Linked DNA regions of Zea mays: region 1 is linked to region 2. The links are chromatin contacts, called in public Hi-C maps. All regions are on one chromosome and are shown on one strand. Each heading gives the region's core, a stretch centred on a gene start, on an enhancer-like site or on the middle of the called end of the contact. The rest is flanking DNA. Distances are from core to core; before and after follow the strand shown.

What was found. A called contact is a pair of places that touch in the nucleus more often than the background predicts.
Region 1: a Hi-C map of leaf shows a contact between it and region 2, with 4 times the contacts expected there. The contact joins the promoter of LOC100282826 here to the promoter of LOC100273702 in region 2. A contact is called at or near these places in 2 of 25 Hi-C or Micro-C datasets (ear and leaf).

What each region holds. Positions count from the first base shown.
Region 1 is chr4:135,506,723-135,509,660 of Zm-B73-REFERENCE-NAM-5.0, reverse strand. It overlaps LOC100282826, which reads left to right and starts at 1,639. Exons shown (of 6, transcript NM_001397644.1): 1 at 1,639-1,850; 2 at 2,643-2,781; 3 at 2,892-2,938. The coding sequence starts at 1,843.
Region 2 is chr4:135,003,956-135,006,775 of Zm-B73-REFERENCE-NAM-5.0, reverse strand. LOC100273702 (putative protein kinase superfamily protein) reads right to left here and starts at 1,497. Exons shown (of 8, transcript NM_001360295.1): 1 at 1,154-1,497; 2 at 905-1,034.

The sequences.
Region 1 (2,938 bases), core at 390-2,889, 500 kb before region 2:
GTAGGTTTTTGGGTATGGTTGAGTTAGTGGATTTTGTTGTGTTGTAATGACTCTATTGTGGGGAATATTTCGAGAATGTAGCAGGTAACCGAGGGTATAATGGTGTTTAGGTCCACCTACTCCCCAGTTACCTATAAATATTTCCGTTCACGGATGACACATGCATAACATGACGCTACGGTTCCCTACCTACCGTTTTGTTGTGTACCTAAGCCCTGTCAGCTTCCAAGTGTTTGGGCCCACTTGTCCATGTGTCGGCAGGTCCAACAATATAGTCTATTAATAAGCTATGAAGTATTAGAGTTACACATGTAATGTCTATTAAGCTACTTTGATATAAATTAACATTATTTTAATGATTTGACATTAATATGTGTTCAAATAAAAATGTGATGAAATGCAATACGAGTTCATATTTAAAGGTTATGATTTTATTAAAAATATTGTACAAGAAAAAAAGGGCACCCAAAACCCCGGTGCCCGTATCTGTTCTGAATATCCGATGTTTAATGGATAGTTCTCGCTCCGAATACTAAGTTGTACTATCTAGATACTACCTATATCAGTCCTAAATATAAAAGCATCCAAATTTGTATTCCAAAAACGAGTATTTATACTCTCCGTATCCGGTATCCAACATGAATGTTTTTTCAGAAACCAGATTATTTTTATAGAGAAAAACATATTAAACAGAAAAACAAATCCTGTGTTGGAAAGAGAGCCTTAGGAACTACAGTATTAAGTTACGATATTGTTATTTGGCCACCAACCTTTCGGTAAAGATTCGCGTGGGGGTGGGGGGTTTGTGGCCGGAGAGGGCAGTCAGCTACCCATCACTGTACGTAAATTTATTTATCTTCTGCAGTGGGGCACTTGTGGGATGCCTGTAGTATTAGCTACTGTTAGTTGTGCGTTCAGCTTTAGCCTGCAGCCCTTCATTTTTCTGTACGTTCTTACGAATCGCTTGAGAGTGTTGACCGGCCACTTGAGTCGGTTGGTACGGCACGACCGGCGCCGGCGATCCTAGTCCATCCTTTCTTCCCCGTTCGTCACGTCAGCCTTTGTTTTCCGGCCGGTGCACTGCTGAGGCTTTCTGTTGAGGTGGATAGGTTACAGGTAAGAGCGAGGCACATAGCTAACTACTATACAACTGAACGTCCCTTCAAAGGTCAAACCTACTGTAAACTCCCACACTGTCCTGCTACCCACACGAATCTTCGTGAATGTGAGTGCTGTCGCCTCTCTCTCTCTCTCCATCGGGGAGCCCACGACGGGGACGCAGAACGGGCGTGCATATTTCGGCCCACACTTAAACGTTGCCGAGGAGGGAAAGGAAACGGGCTAGCATCGCCTCACGAGCGCGATCTGGGCCGGACCGCCCATTCTTGGACAGACGCTGGGCTTGCGGGAGCGGCGTCAGGCATGTAGCCATGGATCATGGGCTCCGCGATGAAGAGGCAAGGAACGAAACGATCAAACGAACGAGCGCGCGAGCAATCTCGGTTCGCGTGCGCGGCTTGCCAAGGAAGGAAAGGGTCGGGGCGAAGGAAGCTGCAACGGTCGCCCGCCTTTCCCAGTCCCCGCCGTGCCACGAGCTTTCCCGCCTCCGCCTTGCGATTTCCAAGCCCTCCCTCTTCACACCCACCCCTGTCGCCAATAGCAGCAGTGGCCAGTAGGGGGGAGACTGGGATCTGGGAACGGGAGGGCGTTATAATTGGTCGGCGCGGCGGACGTGCCGGCCGCGCACGCATCCGGACCGGGTGCGGTAGCCAGTAGGCGCCGTTCCGCCGCCGCCGCCCCTTCGCCCGACGTCACTCGCCGGCGCGGACCCCGCGCGCCACTATGGCGAGGTACTAGTCACCCTCCGCTTCATTTCTCTCTCTCTCTCGATCTCGACATCATTTGCCTCGATCACGCGGCGCATTTGGGATTCGGGTTTGGTCAGGCGAGGGTTTAGTGTTTGCGAGGGCCCCTTCTTCTACACCCCTTCTGCACTATAGGAATGCGGCTTCTGGGTCGCGCGTTCCTCTCATTTGGATCAGATTGGATGACTTGCGAGTTCCTATGTCGGACTCTGATCTGCCTTGGCCGGTGCCGTGACTTGTGAGCGAAACCGGCTTTTTTCGATTGTGGGAATTACAGAGGTTTGCATTGTATTTGAATCACAACAGTATAGTAGTACCGATGTGTAGCATTAGTGTCAAAAGGTTGCAACGGGGTCAGGGTAGTACCGATGTGTAGCATTAGCTTCAAAAGGTCTTGGATTACAATTACTTCTGCTGGCACTAGCACGCTGCTTCGAGTCAAATTTTTATCATGAACAGTTTTGCATCCATGCCCAGATTGGGGATGAGAAACAAAAATAAAAGGAGCAGAGAAACAGAGCAGATGTTCTGCCCTGACGTGTGGCTAACATTTTAGGTTGTTCATTCTATGCTTTGCCACTGGACTCCAGCCACCAATTGTTCTCGCCAGGGTTTTATTTTCAAGAATGGGACATCAGACAATTCATGTTTCTGCTACACATGGACGACTAGTATTTTAATACATAAATTTCAACTATTTTGAGCACGTCTGTCTTCAAATTATCTTGTGCAAGTACTTCTTTTGGGACCAGCAACAATGTGCTTCTTTTGTTACAGGTCATGGCTGATAACATGTAGGGGAATTGCTAAGAAAATAAGATATGCAAATCCTAGCGCTAATCGCCAAATAAGCCAACTGATTGCAGAAGCACGGAGGGAATGCCCAAACTGCAGTTATGTTATTGATAACAGCGATGTAAGTGCATTTGTTCTGTTTAGGTTGTTGGAGAAGGGGTATTTGGCTTTCAGATCATATTCAGCTGTTAGGTGTTACATATCTGAGCAAGTTTTTCCTGCATTCTGCAGGTTGCCATGCAGTGGCCTGGGCTGCCTGCTGGAGTCAAGTTTGATCC
Region 2 (2,820 bases), core at 248-2,747:
CAAAGGGTCGCTATTGCCATACGCCAACTGGTGACCAGGGAAAGACACCGATCTAGATTTGTTAGGGGCAGTGGCGGAAGTACCTCCTGCGCTGTGTGTTTCTCCTTGTAGAAGTTATTTGGGGGTGTTCATAATACATCGGTACGTTTGGATATTTCCAAAAGGTAGAATTCAGCAAATATATGGGGTTTTTCTAGGTTGAACATTATTACCTGTGCCCAAGTAATGGTGTGTACATGAGGCCCAGGTATACCTTTATAGTTTGAAGCAGCGATTGAATACCATCCAAAAATAGCATTTGTCGAATACACAATAGCTTAGTACACGTTAACAAAACCTAGCAGGAAATGGCTGTGTGCTAGAAGGTCCTTTGTATTTGACAAAATCTACTCTGGAAGCATTCACAAGTTCAGTAGAAAAGACACAGCACATCAACGGAAATGAATGCAACAGAATGATCATGCACATTAGACTAAATTCCACATCAGGCTACCATGATAGTACCTCTGACCACCTAGAGAAGAACTAGAATGTTACTCGAGCAGAAGTAAAAAAAAAAGAATGAAGTACTAGAAGCCTAATAAATTCCATAAACACTGCAAATGCAAGGGTACCTAAACTTAACCAGTGGGTGGCCTGAACGCGGTCCAGCAAAACTACAGCAATTTTTTTCATGTCAACCAACTATCACGAAAAAAAAACAGCGCACGCCATTGCATCACGACCCGGTATTACTCATGATGGTGATAGACATGCTTGGCCCGCGCGATCCTTCCAGAAGGGCCACCTTTTTATGCGCGGCTTCTACAATAAGCACGCAGCTTAATTTAGGACGCATACCCAGTATACATTCAATACTTCTTTGCAAAGAGGAGACGGAAAATCGAGGTTGTAGGCACAGTACGTGTAAACTACACTTGTAATTGGATCAGATCAGATCCGAATATAAATAGCTTGGGTTTGGGTGCTCCGTCTCGCACAGCAGGAACAGAAGACTAGAGCTCGTCGCCCGCGAGGGTCTCAAAGATGGAGGCCTGGGGACCAGTGGCGGAGTCAGGATTTAACGGCTGGCTATGCTATATACGCGATGCAAAAATAAAATAAAATAAAATCTCAAGTCTTACTCTGAAGAAATGGATCTGGCTGTGCTCACCTTGCTTCAACCTTCAGTACGGAGCTCGAGCTGGGACTGGGAGAGCCGGAGCGAGGCCGAGGGGGAGGGGAGGACCGCCGGCGGCTGCTGCTGCTCTGCTACTTGCCGCCGATGGGCACCAGCCGCTGCGGCTGGACGCAGGTCACGCAGCCGCGCAGGGGCGTAGGGCTGAGGGGGAGAGGGGAAGAGCCGGAGTAGGAGGAGCGAGGGGGAGGCTGCCGTGCCGCTGCGCCACGCCGCCGCCGCTCCGCGGTCCCCAGACGATGCGAGCAAGAGACGAGACAGTAGCAGTAGCGAGGGTCGAGGAAGGCACGCGCGTGATGCCGTGATGCGGCATGATGGGGTTTCTACTCTGCCTCGGTGGGCAGTGGGCTGCTACTAATTTGTGGCCATATTTACAACGTCTGTGAGAAACCGCTAAATACCCGCGATGTAAAATAATGGCATAATACAAAACAAGTATTGCTCATCACGACGATTACGTGCGTCTGTAAGGCTTTGTTTGATTACTGTGTTGAGGTGATTACGGTGTAAATTACTTTAAGTTACACCATAATTTACCTCAATACATGTGGATTAGGGTTAATAATAGAGTATCTAAACTAGGTCTAAAGTGACACTCTTAAACAAAAATAACTACGACAACATATATAGTGGCTAAAGTAAAATCTTGTAATTCACGTGCAATCTCATTTTTCTCGGACTATTTTATAAAATAATTGTACATTTCCGTCGAATATGGCTTCGTTCTATAGTAGATCAGATGGACAAACTTTGGTAGTTTTGGGCTGAAACTTTTGATTCTTCCATGTAGCCTTAATTTCGACTGCCACCGGATATGCATGTAGGATTATGGGAAAACCAGGAACTAATGTTGGGGCGGAAGCTGAACTTGACCTCGATCTATCTAATCCGACTACAAAAAAATATTTTTTACACATGAGCATCAGACGAAGGGTACTTCAGTTTCGACACATAGCAGTCTTCACACGACTTCTCACAAGGGAGTTAAGCAGAGGGCCCCAGTCACCCCCTTCCCCCAAGGCATTTCACCGACGGTGATGCCCGGACCAAGCGAAGGCAAGGACGTGACTTCGCTGAACCACGGAGGCTCTGCCTCCGACGCTGACTTCGCTGAACCAAGGGTGCGACACGCAGGTGGAGACTTGAGACTTCATGAGACTACGAAGAAGCCGAGGACTCCGCCCCCCCCCCCCCCCCCCCCCCCGGTTGTCATCTAGGCCCACTTGTAAGCCCCCTTGCGGGTAGATTTTGTAGTACGACCGGATTACGGTACTCCACCCATTGTAATGACTCGTTGAGAGAAATATTCTGGGAATATAGCAGGTAACTAGGGGTGTAACAGTACTTAGGGACCCATTACCCCTCCTGGTCACCTATAAATACCCTACCCTATACAGATGGGGCAAGCATAACAAAGCTCTACAGTTCTTTGCTTGTTGTCTCATTGTGCACCTGATCCCACTTGTCTCCTGAGTGTTGGACCCACCTAACCACGTGTCAGGACAGTTCCAACAACTAGCAACATTTCATTCCTATCTATAGGGACGGAGCCCTAAAAAGTTTTAGAAGAGGTTGAACTAAATCGATATAGTATATGAGACCTCTTCTACATTATATTTGTACGTTTTAAATTGTAGGAGAGG